2 separate regions of the Macaca mulatta genome follow, and region 1 is linked to region 2. Evidence: chromatin contacts called from public Hi-C data. All regions are on one chromosome and are shown on one strand. Each heading gives the region's core, a stretch centred on a gene start, on an enhancer-like site or on the middle of the called end of the contact. The rest is flanking DNA. Distances are from core to core; before and after follow the strand shown. Region 1 holds the start of AIRIM (AFG2 interacting ribosome maturation factor). Region 2 holds the start of MTF1 (metal regulatory transcription factor 1).

Evidence for each region. A called contact is a pair of places that touch in the nucleus more often than the background predicts.
Region 1: a Hi-C map of liver shows a contact between it and region 2, with 6 times the contacts expected there. The contact joins the promoter of AIRIM here to the promoter of MTF1 in region 2. A contact is called at or near these places in 2 of 14 Hi-C or Micro-C datasets (cortical neurons and liver).

Annotation. Positions count from the first base shown.
Region 1 is chr1:203,100,109-203,107,212 of T2T-MMU8v2.0, reverse strand. AIRIM (AFG2 interacting ribosome maturation factor) reads right to left here and starts at 4,789. Exons shown (of 7, transcript XR_013403967.1): 1 at 4,577-4,789; 2 at 4,007-4,136; 3 at 3,148-3,260; 4 at 2,129-2,406. CDCA8 (cell division cycle associated 8) reads left to right here and starts at 5,016. Exons shown (of 11, transcript XM_001115347.5): 1 at 5,016-5,125; 2 at 5,223-5,331; 3 at 5,454-5,582. The coding sequence starts at 5,238.
Region 2 is chr1:202,922,874-202,929,648 of T2T-MMU8v2.0, reverse strand. It overlaps MTF1 (metal regulatory transcription factor 1), which reads right to left and starts at 2,129. Exons shown (of 11, transcript NM_001257795.1): 1 at 2,090-2,129; 2 at 1-4. INPP5B (inositol polyphosphate-5-phosphatase B) reads right to left here. Exons shown (of 25, transcript XM_015135734.3): 24 at 6,543-6,654; 25 at 3,270-4,651. The coding sequence ends at 4,536.

The DNA.
Region 1 (7,104 bases), core at 3,540-6,039, 170 kb before region 2:
CAGATAGATCTGGGAACCATATGATCCTCTACATAACTTACCCATCATTTCCTGAGCTACTTTACCTCTCTGATCTTATCTTTTTTCTTTTTTTTTTAGAGACAGAGTCTCACTCTGTTACCCAGTCTGGAGTGCAGTGACACAAACATGGCTCACCGTAGCCTCGACCTCCTGGGTTCAAGTGATCCTCCTGCCTCAGCCCCCTGTGTAGGCCCTGTGCGACCACAGGTGCACATCACCACACCCAGATAATTTTTTTATTTCTTATAGAGTCAGGGTCTCACTTTGTTGCCTAGGCTTTGAGACCAGGCTGGTCTCAAACTCCTGGGTTCAAATGATCCTCCTGCCTTTAGCTTCTCAAAGTGCTGGGATTACAGGTGTGAGGCACCATACTCGGTCTCATCTTTTTTTCGTTTTGCTTTCCTTTTTGTGGAGAATGGGATCTCACTATGTTGCCCAGGCTGGTCTCAAACTTCCGGGCTCAAGTGATCCTCCTGCCTCTGCCTCCCTAAGTGCTGGGATTACAGGCTGAGCTGCCATACTCAGCTGATCTCATCTCTTATCAGGCCTCTGCTCCTGTCATACTTTTCTCTTTTTTTGACACAGAGTCTTGCTCTGTCACCCAGGCTGGAGTGCAGTGGGACAGTCTTGGCTCACTGTAACCTCTGCCTCCCGGGTCCAAGAGATTCTCCTGCCTCAGCCTCCCCAGTAGCTGGGACTACAGGAGTGCACCACGACACTCAGTTAACTTTTTTATTTTTAGTAGAGACGGGGTTTCACCATGTTGGCCAGGCTGGTCTCAAACTCCTGACCTCAAGTGATCTGCTTCCCAAAGTGCTGGGATTACAGCCATGAGCCACCGTGCCGGGCCAGTCATACTATTCTCTATGCACACTACTCACACCCACGTCTTGACTCTGTTTACACCTTTTCAACCATTAGGTTTTTAATATCACTTCCTCCCCAGAAGCTTCCCCCCTCCACACAAGCCATACTTATCAATATCTTAGGACATCCCACAATTTAATTCACTGATTGTTTATTTCTTCTATTCAACTAAGAACAGGAACTAAGTCTGGTTCATTGTTGTATTCCTGGCACCTTGTGCTTGGCATCCCACAAGGTGCCTAATGAATGTATTTTGTACAAATAAATAAAAGGAAAGTCCTCATCTGTGACAGTTTCCTATTAGTCTATGGCACAGACTCTATATACTGGACCTTTCTTTTGTTCTGGTTCAAGGAAAGGCCACACATGCCCTGTCTCTCCTCTGTCCTCAATAACCTATAACTCTCAGCCTGGGCAACATAGTGAGACCCTATCTCTACAAAAAAATTTAAAATTAGCTGGGCATGGAAGTGCACGCTTGTTGTCCCAGGTACTTGGGGGGTTGAGATGGGAGGATCACTTGAACCAGGGGAGTCAAGGTTGCAATGAGCTGTGATTGTGCCACTGCACTGCAGCCCGGGTGACAGAGCAAGACCCTGTCTCAAAAAAAAAAAAAAAATCTGTAACACAGATACTGGGTCTGACAACAAGCATATCAGAACTTGGAGACGTGCTACTACTGGGCACAAAGACACCAACCTACAGCAGAACAAAGTGGTGATTAAGAGCTCTAGCTTTTGGGTCAGGCACACTTGAGTTAGAATCCCAGCTCTACCCTTTTCTGGCTGTGTCACCAGGGGCAATCTGCTTGAGCCTCAGTTTCCTACCTGCATGGAATTAAGTGCAGTAAAGTCACAGATATGTTGAAGAGCCTTTATAATGTAATATATATAAAGCCCTTAGCTCTAGCACCTACTAAGTTTACACAGCTCCTCATTGCCTTTTACCAAAGAAAACTATAGGGCAGAGCTAATAGGCTTTCTCTGCTCCTTTTCTGTTCTTCTTTTGTGACTTCCACTAAGCCCACCACTGCCATGCCTAGTCTCTGACAAGGAAAATGCCAGAAAATGGCTTTCTGACAGAGGTCTCACTGCCCCAGATGGTAAGTGAGGAAGGTTGAGATACCTCCAAATGCCACGCTTTCAAGGAGAAAAACACCTTCTGGACTGATACTAGCTACATATAAAACACCTCGTTTTAAAATCCTTCCACCAGGAAAGAGCACTATGGAGCTGCTTACAGCCTTTCCCCTAGCTTGTCCAGGACGATGTCACCAGCAGCCAGCTGCTTGCGCCTCAGCCGCTCTTTTAAGTCTGGGAAGGCCCGAAGCGCCGGCACATCCTCGAACCGCAGGTTCTGTGCGGCCTGCAGCTGCTCCGCCAGGTTGCTGAGGGAAGACAGGAGGGGCTGGCAGTCCTGCAGGGCACTCTGCCACAGGCCCTGCTGCTCCTCCACCACCAGGAAGCACTTCTTCAGGGCCTCCTGCACGGCAAGCAGAGGCCGGTCTTGAGTCATCTTCTGCTGAAAAAGATAAAAATAGAAAATAACCACGTTGGGGTGGCAAGTCAGTCCGGGAGGCACTGGGTCGAGGGTGGGCGTCATTTCCGTCCTCGTGTTCACACAGGAGTTGTCTCACCTCCAGAAGTGGTTTTTTTTGTTTTTGTTTTTTTCGACACGGAATTTCACTCTGTCGCCCAGGCTGGAGTGCAGTAGCGCTATCTCGGCTCACTCCAACCTCTGCATCCCGGGTTCAAGCAATTCTCCTGTCTCAGCCTCCCGAGTAGCTGGGAATACAGGTGCCCGCCACCACGCCCGGCTAATTTTTGTATTTTTAGTAGAGACAGGGTTTCGCCATGTTGGCCAGGCTGGTCTTGAACTCCTGACCTCAGGTTTTCCGCCCGTCTCGGTATCCCAAAGTGCTGGGATTACAGGCGTGAGCCACCAGCCCCGGCCCTGCCTCAGCTTTCTGAAGGAGATCCTGGCTTCCCCTTGGGAAGGGTAACCTGGATAGGGCAGTCTCCTGCTTCAGAGGATTCCCGGCGGCCAATCGCCGTCTCTTCTCTGACCTACAGTCCTGTCTCCCCTGCCCGAGGCTGCCGGTCGCGTTCCTGAAACCAGCGGAAAAACTTAAAAGTCAAGACACCCAAAGCGTGAGCACCACGCGCCCATAGTCTCTCTGCGCATGCTCACAGGCGACCGCCCCCAAAGCTCCTCCGCAGGCCTGCAAGGCTATTGAGTCGCGAAAATATATCATAGTACCGAAATTACTTCTGGGTACTGTAGTCCAACATGTGGATTGGCCACTCGGCTTGAAGCTTCCTTGGGACTGGATGTTGGGACCGTCCAAACACGGCGACTTCTCATTTGTCAGCCTGCGGCAGTTTAAATTGGGTGGCAGTGGTGGCATGTCCTCTTAACTGTGGAGTCTTTTCCTCTCAGCTTGCGCCTTCGGCTGTGCCTTAATGACACTTTTGACATTGTGTATCACAACCAACTGGCAAAAACTAGTGAATCACGGGCTCCTGACGTGGCAGCTCTGGCTGAGATGCAGGTGGACATCCTAGGTGCCCAGGGAGGTCGGGCACATTGGGGAGTCGGGTGAAGGAAACCCTGAAACCGAGAGGCTGGAAGCCCAATTTGCCCATCATAAAAACACCTGCTGCGGGAAAGCCTACATGAGGTACGGGTTGTCGTCCCCTCTCATCTTGGCCATCTAACTGATGGAGATCCTTAGGCACCCAGCAGACTCGGGTGTCACCCCCACCACCCACTGCCCAGGGCTGACCTTGGGCGGAAGAGCGACATTCAAATATTTTTTGTATATGGAGCAACAAACCAGGGTGGAAGAGAGAGAGAAAGGACTTTCTAGGAAGGGCCAGGCTTGCCAGGGTTTCTATGCTTGGACTGCTCTGTCCCCAAGCTCGCTGGTGCCCATCAGGAGCCTGCTTGGCACCTTTGCTTATTTCTTTGATTGTTCCTGAACTCAGAGGGGGAGAGGCAAGATTATCACTCCCATAGCCTATAACATGCACGCTTAAACACAAACAACCCCTCTGACATGGCTTCATTCCGCATCCACAGGTGAAAAGCACCAAATCCAAACAATCAGGCCACAAACCTGTCAAGAGCTCGCCGGTCTGGCCGTCCAGTCGTCGCCCGCCTTGAGACTCAGCCTGAGCTACAGCTTCGAAACTAGCCTCTAGCCTTGCTGGGTCTCAGCACAACCCTTGAGCAATCCAACCCTGTGGCTGTGGGCAGATGCAAAGATGCACAGTTAGCACTTCCGACAGGACTGCGGCTCAGCGGGGTTCGAGGTCTACACGCCCATTCCCAGGCCCACGGCCAGAACACCCAGAGCTGCCTCCCGCCCTGGGCTCCCTGGAGTGTGGTGGCCGCGGCTCACGCTGCAGTCACCGCGTGGGCAGCTGCCAAGCGCCACTACTCGCACCTGAAGTCGCGGCCCCGCGCTGCACACCCAGTCGAGGCGCCAAGACGCGAACTGGACGGGAGTGGCCGCCCCGCGGGCAAGCGAGGAACAAGAGGGTTCTCCCCACTCGCTGCCCAAACTGGCCACGGGCTGGCGCGCCCACCCCAAAGCCTGCACCCCGGCCCCGCTCCCCTGTCATTCCGCCTCGACCCCTTCCAAACCCTGTCGGGGCTGCTCTGTCTCCGCCGACCCTCCACTTGCCCCAAGTTCGGCCTGGGGAGCTTGGGGCCCTGAGGAGCGCCGACGTAGGCAGCCAACCAGTCAATCAGTCAGAGTGTCACGGCGGCCCCTCGGCTACTCAGTGGCAGCCAGGCCTGGAAGAAGCAGCCGCCGGCCCCGGAGCAGAATCCTACAGCCGACCTGACCTAGCCCGCTCCTAGCCCTCCAGAGATTGGGGTAATGAGGACCCGCCGCAAGGCCTGCCGGGAGTCGCAGTTTGTATAGTTTGCAGCCGGCCAGGGCGGAGCCGGGTGGGTTGGTGGGGAGGGCGGGGAAACAAGCCTGGACCACAACTCCCAGGAGCACCCGCGACGGCGGCGCCCGCGCTGACGCACTCCGGCTATAGGGAGCGCATTGGGCGGGAGACCCCGGGCAGGTAGGAACTTGCTTGTGATTGGATACTGTGGGACGGCGGTTTCTCATTCGTCAGCCTGTGGCTGTGGAGTTTGAATTAGGTGGCGGTTGACGGTAGAGCCGCTCTCTCTCACTGGCATAGCGAGGTTTTACTCAGTCCTTGTCGCGAGACCGGAGGTACGTGCCTGGCGACTTATTCGGGTGGTCCCCATCCGCCCTCCTGGTCCCTACCTGGTTCCTTGCCTCCCTGCCCCATCTCCGCCGCTCCCCGCAGCCTCCGCCGAGCGCCATGGCTCCTAGGAAGGGCAGTAGTCGGGTGGCCAAGATCAACTCCTTACGGAGGCGGAAGCTCGCCTCCTTTCTGAAAGACTTCGACCGTGAAGGTAAAGGGGCCAGGCCGTCGCGGCCTCCTGGGGCGGTCGCGGGATGCTGGCGGGTGGGGACACGAGCTGCACACATTCACCCGCCCCGTGACCCGTGTCCTGTCGGCTCTGCCCTCCCGCAGTGGAAATACGAATCAAGCAAATTGAGTCAGACAGGCAGAACCTCCTCAAGGAGGTGGATAACCTCTACAACATCGAGATCCTGCGGCTCCCCAAGGCGCTGCGCCAGATGAACTGGCTTGACTACTTCGGTAAGAGCTGGAGAGCTTCCCTGGGCGGAGGCCGGGAGCCCCGTGGGGTTAGGTAACACCCTTCAGAAAGGACTCGCTCAGATGTCACCTTTTAATGAAATCTGACATGACCACTTATGGAAAATTGCAGACCCTTTCACTCTCTGTCTCACTTCCGTAAGTCATGTGTCTCCATCCTTTTCTCTAAAGGCCTAGGTAGCAAATATTTTAGGCTACTTGAGCCGGTGGGAGGGGTCTCTGTCGGACAACTTAGCTCTGCTGTTACAGGTCCAAAACAGCTATAGTGAATGGGCATGGATGGGCTGTATTCCAATAAAATTTTAGTTGTGGATACACTGAAATGTGAATTTCACATAATTTTCACACATCAGGAATTTTATTTTATTTTTTTGGAACAGAGTCTCACTCTGTCACCCAGGCTGGAGTGCAGTGCAGTGGTGCGATCTTGGCTCACTGCAACCTCCACCTTCTGTATTCAAGTGATTCTCCTGCCTCAGCCTCCGGAGTAGCTGGGATTACGGTCTCCTGCCACTATGCCCTGCTGATTTTTGTATTTTCAGTAGAGACGAGGCTTCACCATGTTGGCCAGGCTGGTCTCGCACTACTGACCTCAAGTGATCTGCATGCCTCAGCCTCCCAAAGTGCTGGGATTACAGGAGTCAGCCACTGTGCCCAGCCAGAAAATAGTATTTTTAAAAAATATGTATATTTTACCCAACCCATTTAAAAATGAATGAATAAATGACATGGTTAGTTAACCAGAGCTCAGATGAAAGAATAACCCAAAGCAGCTCCTTATGCAGCTTATGGAAATTGCTAACTTAAAAATGGGCACATCAGGCTGGGCGCAGTGGTTCATGCCTGTAATCCCAGCACTTTGGGAGGCTGAGGCGGGCAGATCACCTGAGGTCAGGAGTTCGAGACCAGCCTGATCAACATGGAGAAACCCTGTCTCGGCCGGGCGTGGTGGCTCAAGCCTGTAATCCCAGCACTTTGGGAGGCCGAGACGGGCGGATCAGGAGGTCAGGAGATCGAGACCATCCTGGCTAACACGGTGAAACCCCGTCTCTACTAAAAAAAATACAAAAAACTAGCCGGGCGTGGTGGCGGGTGCCTGTAGTCCCAGCTACTCCGGAGGCTGAGGCAGGAGAATGGCGTAAACCCAGGAGGCGGAGCTTGCAGTGAGCTGAGATCCGGCCACTGCACTCCATCCTGGGCGACAGAGAGAGACTCCATCTCACAAAAAAAAAAAAAGAAAGAAAGAAACCCTGTCTCTACTAAAAATAAAAAAAGTTAGCCGGGTGTGGTGGCGCATGCTTCTAATCCCAGCTATTCAGGAGGCTGAGGCAGGAGAATCGCTTGAACCTGGGAGGTGGAGGTTGCGGTGAGCCAAGAGCCCGCCATTGCACTCCAGCCTGGGCAACAAGAATGAAACTCCATCTCAAAAAAAAAAAGGCACATCAGTTTTCCTGGCCAGAGAAAAATCCCAGCCTGCTTCCCCACTCCCTTATTAAATGTCCAG
Region 2 (6,775 bases), core at 880-3,379:
TTGTCTGCAACAGAACAAAGCCAGAGTTAAGAGTCATACCACAAGACCCACGCAGCTCCTCAGCAACCACAAGGTTCATTTTCCCTCTCATTTAAAGAGCAAGCTAAAGCAAATGAAAAACCATCCTTGGAAATAATTTTTTTTTTATTTTAACTTTAAAACCATCAAGTCATTTTTTTTTTTTTTTTTGAGACAGACTCTCGTTCTGTTGCCCAGGCTGGAGTGCAGTGGCGCGATCTCGGCTCACTGCAAGCTCTGCCTCCCGGGTTCACGCCATTCTCCTGCCTCAGCCTCCCAAGTAGCTGGGACTACAGGTGCCCGCCATTACGCCTCGCTAATTTTTTGTATTTTTAGTAGAGACTGGGTTTCACCGTGGTCTTGATCTCCTGACCTCGTGATCCGCCCACCTCGGCCTCCCAAAGAGCTGGAATTACAGGCGTGAGCCACCGCGCCCGGCCCATCAAGTCATTTTTAAAGAAAAGCAATGCTGGCCGGGCGTGGTGGCTCACGCCTGTAATCCCAGCACTTTGGGAGGCTGAGATGGGAGGATCGCTTGAGGCCAGGAGTTTGAGATCAGCCTGGTCAACATAGTGAGACCTCCATCTCTACAAGAAAGGAAAAGAAAAGAAAAGAGCTTTTCAAAAATTGAAGTAATAAGTTCATAAGACCCTCTGAATACGCCTGTCAAACAATTTGAAACTTGGTCAAAATATTTAAAGGGGACAAAAGAGCAAACAGAACAGTAGCTGCTTAAAGGCTGAGTTGCTACAAATCTTAAGAGAAACTCCACTCAAATGCCCTCCAAATCAGACCACGAAGCAGTAAATGGTTTCATGTAGTTTATGGTAGAAGGAGCAAGGCTTTGGAGGCAGAGTCATCTACCTACAAATCCTGGCTTTGCCTTTTACTACATGGGTAACTTTTCTGTGCCTCATTTTTCTTATGTGCAAGGTGGGACTAGTAATTCCTGTTCTCTCAAAGTTTTTATAAGGAATAAAAGAGGCAACATATGTAAAGCACAATGTTTGGTAAATAGTAGAGGAACAAGTGTGAATTTCTTCCCTCCTACCTAGAACAGATGTTTCAACCTTCTGGGTTGAAGGGCTAATCCCCAGTCAGGCACAAACAATGAAGATCACTGTATCTATTTATGTCCAATATGGTGTTAACAAGAAGTTATGGTTGTATAGTGGGCTCTCGTCCCTGAATGAATTGAGTCTTATTATTTTTGTTTCTACAGCCCCTAGCATAGTACACTGACACAAATGTCAGCTAAATGAATGAAAGACATGGCGACATACTCTCTCGTGAAGATATACTATCTTGGGAAGATACATTCTCTTGAGAAAAATACCACATTTGAAGCTTTCATGTTCTGGAATAGTGATTCTTCCTTCATCTGCAAACACAGGCTCTACAAATGTGGGTCTGGCAGGCAGAACAGAAAATTTTAAAATAATCAGCACATCCCTTTTAGTTTTCAGTCTGGCTTTGCATTTTATCTTTCTCTTCTGCTCTGGGTTAGAAAGTGAGCCTTTACTTAGTGGGGTGGCTAGACAGTTACCAGAAACAGGCCAAAGAATCGGATCCGGGAGGTACCGGCCCGACCCCTAGTTCTGGCTTACGCAACCCCACAGATGTACATTTCGCTGCATCTGAGAAGAGAGAAGAGAGCACCGAGGACCCCAGTGGGCTGCCCGGGCACCCTCGGCGGCAACGCGGAGACCAACTGTCCGGAACAAACAAGACCAGGAGGTTTGAAGGTAGCCAACGAGGAGTGCGAACGGAGCCCCCTTGAGAGAAGGCTGGGAAAAGGAGCCTGTCTGGGATAGCCCCCAGCACAGCGCTACACAGAAAAACCCGAAGACAAGCTGGGGGTCTCCAAGCACCGAGGAGAGGGGCAGGGTCCGGGTCTCCATGGAAACAGGAAAGGGGGGCTGGATACCCATCCCCATGGAAACGGAGAAGGGGTGGGGTCCCTATGGTGACCAGACTGAGGTCTCTATTGGGAAATGCTTCAGGAGGGAGCCTAAGTCCCGCGCCCCCCGGTAAGTCCCAAGCCCAGGCCAAGTCTAGTTTCGCCTTTTACCTCCGCGGCTCCCGGCAACGGCGGCAGCAGCAGCTTCTCCCCTCCCCAGCGGCACCATGATTGCCCCCACCTTCCCCTAACGTCACTTCCGCTTCCGCTTTCCGGAGGAAGGAGGGGACAGCGGATCCGCCCCTCCCTGGCGCCTCTGGTTGGCTCAGGTTGTCAGGGGGCTGAGCTGCAGCCTCCAATTGGCGAGCGGGAGGGGCGGGGCGGGGCACCGAGGGGAAGGCGCCCAGAAGGTGAGTTTATTCGCGTGGGGAAGCGCCCGGGGTGTCACGGGCGGCCCGCAGGGTGTCGCCCTCGCGGCACTGGAATCAAGGAGAAGGGAACGAATCCCCAAGGAAGGATCCGAAATGTCCTCAGCCAGGTTTGCGCTGCCCGCCCTCGCCCTGGCAGCCACAGCAGCAGCGGGAAGGACCACAGTTGGCAGTCGGAACCCTGGCTCCAACCCGCCAGGGGAGCCTGGACGACCGCGACGTGCCCAGGTTTCTCCCGCCGGGGCCTCGGCCTTCCCTTCAGCACCCATCAAAGTTAACACAGACGGGAGGCCCAGAAAGGAAGACAAGACCCCAAAGGCAGAACTAAGAGTATTCTGAGCCCAGCTAGAGAGGACGCCACCGCCTCTTCCCTTCTCACGCGCTTGCCTAGGACGCCCAGCTGTCTTCTCACACTCTGGCCCAGGCTGGCGGTCCCAACTTTCTTCCCCTGCAAGAGGACGCAGCTTCGGCGGGACTCATGCCCGGGCCAGTTAGCGCCACCTACCGGCCACTCCCTTCTTTAACCTTTCACATTGTTCTGCTGGCCCGTGTCTTAAACCCATTTTACAGTGCCCAGTAGTGGGCATTCGTACCCAGGAAGCGATTCTGCATGTGCCTTCGTTATGCCCCTGTCCTTTCCAAATGCCTGGAGGATCTAGCTGTTAGATCCTCCCAGCTGCCACTGCCTGTTTTAACCATAAGCTGCTTCTCTCGAATATTCAGAGTGGGACAACTCCAAAGACTAGACCAGGGGTCAAGGGGTTCAGGCCAGTGCCATAACCATTTCTTGCTGGAAATATGTGAATAGTGACCGGTACCCACCAGACTGCCAGGAATATATCTCTTTGGCCCCAAGGCTTGAGCCACAAAGTCCAGCTGCAGCGAACTGCCGTCTCTTAAGAGAGAAAAACATATACAACCACCACTGTTAAAAATACATTTATCATTAAAATATATTACACACGGAGACGGGAAGCATTATATACAGTTTGGAAGACTTGCTGACCCAGAAAATCCCACTTGTTTCACCGAACACTCATTTTTTCAGTGATTTTACATTTTTAGAGACGGGGTCTCCCTCTCTCACCCAGGCTGGCGTACAGTGATGTGTTCATAGCTCACTGCAGCCTCAAGCTCCTATGCTCAAGTGAGCCACCCCACGTCAGCCTCCCAAGTAACGCACCACAGGTATGCATCACCACACCCAGCTAATTTTTTAAAAATGTTTTTGTAGAGATGGGGTCTCCCTGTGTTGCCCAGGCTGGTCCCAAACTCCTGGTCTCAAGTGATCCTCCCACCTTAGTCTCCCAAAGTGCTGAGATTACAGGCGTGAGCCACTGTGCCTGGTCATTTTAATTTTTTAAATGCCTGTATTGCCCTCAGAGGCTGAGCAACCAGCTTTAGAGTTATCGAGCCATTATCTGGGCAGGAACGGGGGTAGAGTTTGCATATGCATATACACGTCCTCAGAGCACTGAAAGCATCTGGGGTGGCTGTGGCCTGTTTCACCCAGCAGCTTCTGCCTGCATTCTTGCCATCCAACTCATTGGCCTTTCATGACTTTCCATCAAATATCTGCTCATAGGGATCTCAGCCCAGGCTATAGGGAAGGCACTGACTATGCCCTGGAGGTAGGGTGAGTGAGTACAACAAATACAGTTATTTAAAAACATTTTAGGCCAGGCGTGGTGGTTCACACCTGAAATCCCAGCACTTTGGGAGGCCTGGATCACCTGAGGCCAGGCATTCGAGACCAGCCTGGCCAACATGGTGAAACCCTATCTCTACTAAAAATACAAAAAAATTAGCCAGGCGTGGTGGCAGACGCCTATAATCCCAGCTACTCGAGAGGCAGAGGTTCAGTGAACCAAGACCACGCCAATGCACTCCAGGCTGGGCAACAAAAGTGAAACTCCATCTCAAAAAAAAGATCAATCTGTGTTAAATAACTAAAGTTGAAAATTGAATGTCAGTTTTATTATGGTGGATTTTCTCCCGTGTCTTCACGACTCACAGCACTGAGTGTGCTAACCAATGGTGAGCTTAGTCAGGGTACTAGGCTCAGGAAATAGCTGCCATTCTTGCTACCAAGTGGCCTCACATAATTATCTTAAGGGAGCTCTTGAGCTGAAACAGGTGGGGCTGGTAATTGGCAGCCTCAAGTAAAATAGGAGGAGAGATATAGAGGCTCAGAGTGGGTTGCAGAGGAACTGGTGAATAAATTCTTGAGCCTTTTTCTTCTCTGTCATATCAAGCTTTTGGTGACCAGCTGGGTTTCGAAGCAATAAGCTGCCAAATATGCTAGCTGCAAGAAAAAACACAGAAAAGAAACGATTCAGCAAAAGAAGGTACTAAAGACACACATCACTTAACAACAGGGATATGTTCTGAGAAATGTGTCATTAAGTGATTTCGTCATTGTGCAAACATCATAGAGTGTACTTAAACTTTCACAAACTTACACTTGTACTTACACAATTCTATATGGTATAGTCTATTGCTCCTAGGCTTCTGTACAGCATGTTACTATACTGAATACTACAGGCAGTTGTAACACAGTGCTAAGTATGTGTATATCCAAATATATCTAAACATAGGAAAGGCACATCAAAAATACGGTATTATGAGCCGGGCATGGTGGCTCACACCTGTCATCCCAGCACTTTGGGAAGCCAAAGCAGGCAGATCACTAGAGGCCACGAGTTCAAGACCAAGCTAGGCCAACATGATGAAACCCCATCTCTACTAAAAATACAAAAATTAGCCTGTCCTGCCAGTGGGCTTTCCAATGGGAATGGTGCTGTGTCAGAGGTGGCTGAGGCTGGGAGGTTGTAGGGGAGACGGCCCTGCTTGGTGTCCTGCCTCTCTGGTTCCCGCCTCCTCCCCCCACCACCCCCTGTCCCCAGTGGGGGCTCGTCCCCAGGCTGAGACAAGGTTCCATGAGCGTGGTAGGGATGGCTGAGGTGTGGGCATTGGAGGGTGTGGCCCTGTGGCCCCTGTCCAAGCGGTGGCTGTGAGGGCCGGGGTGGCCATCTGGCTCCCAGCCCTCTCCCATCCCGCAGCAGGGAGGGTGGGCACGTTGGGCTGGTCACTGCCCTTAAAAAAAAAAAAAAAAAAGGGCCGGGCGCGGAGGCTCAGCCCTCTAATCCCAGCACTTTGGGAGGCCGAGGCAGGCGGAATCATGAGGTCAAGAGATTGAGACCATCCTGGCCAACATGGTGAAACCCTGTCTCTACTAAAAATACAAAAATTAGCTGGGTGTGCTGGTGCACGCCTGTAGTCCCAGCTACTTGTAAGGCTGAGGCAGGAGAATTGCTTGAACCCGGGAGGTGGAGGTTGCAGTGAGCTGAGATCACGCCACTGCGCTCCAGCCTGGCGACAGAGCGAGACTCCGTCTCTAAAAAAATTAATTAATTAATTAAATTTAATTAAAAAGCTAGGCATAGTGGCAAGCGCCTATAATCCCAGCTACTCAGGAGGCCAAGGCAGAAGGATCACTTGAACCCAGGAGGTGGAGGTTGCAGTGAGCTGAGATCACACCACTGCACTCCAGCCTGGCTGACAGAGTGAGACTTTCTTAAGCACACACACACACACGCATACACAAACACACACACAAAACCACAGTATTATAATCTTATTGGCCCTCCATCATATATGTGGTCCTTTGTTGACCAAGATGATATATGGTACATGACTATATTTTTTTTGGGGGGCGGGGGGATGGAGTCTCAGTCTGTTGCCCAGGCTGGAGTGCAGTGGCATCTCGGGTCACTGCAGCCTCCGCCTCCCGGTTTCAAGCAATTCTCCCAACTCAGCCTCCCGTTTAGTTGGGATTACAGGCATGCGCCACCACACCCAGATAATTTTTTTATTTTTAGTACAGGTGGGGTTTCACCATGTTGGCCAGGCTGGTCTCAAACTCCTGACCTCAGGTGATCCGCCCACCTCAGCCTCACAAAGTGCTCGGATTACAGGTGTGAGCCACCACACCCAGCCCATGACTATACTTATTCTTGTGTTGTTAGGAGTAGGGAGGAGTGTCCAAATGCAAAACTTTCTGCTTTAAAAAATCTTTGCCCAGAGCTTGCCATTTTAGTTCTACTGCAAGGGACCTGGGATCCTCCTCAACCTCATTTCTCATTACGAGTCTCTCAGTTTGCAGAAATGCTTTCCATAGACATTTGGCTGCTTACCTAGAATATTCTCATCCAAATGATTTTTTGCTGAATTTTTCAGCAGTTCTTGTAAAAACGCCATCAAGTAGTGGAAGACATTTCTGTAGAATGTGGGGAGAGTAGAAATGACCTGAAAGAGAAAGAACTGGCATTTGTCTTTTGTTCACTGAATTATTTGTCAAGTGGCTACTATAGTCCAAGAACTGTGTACACGATCCAAGTGCACGAGAAAGACTGTGCACAGAAAACTG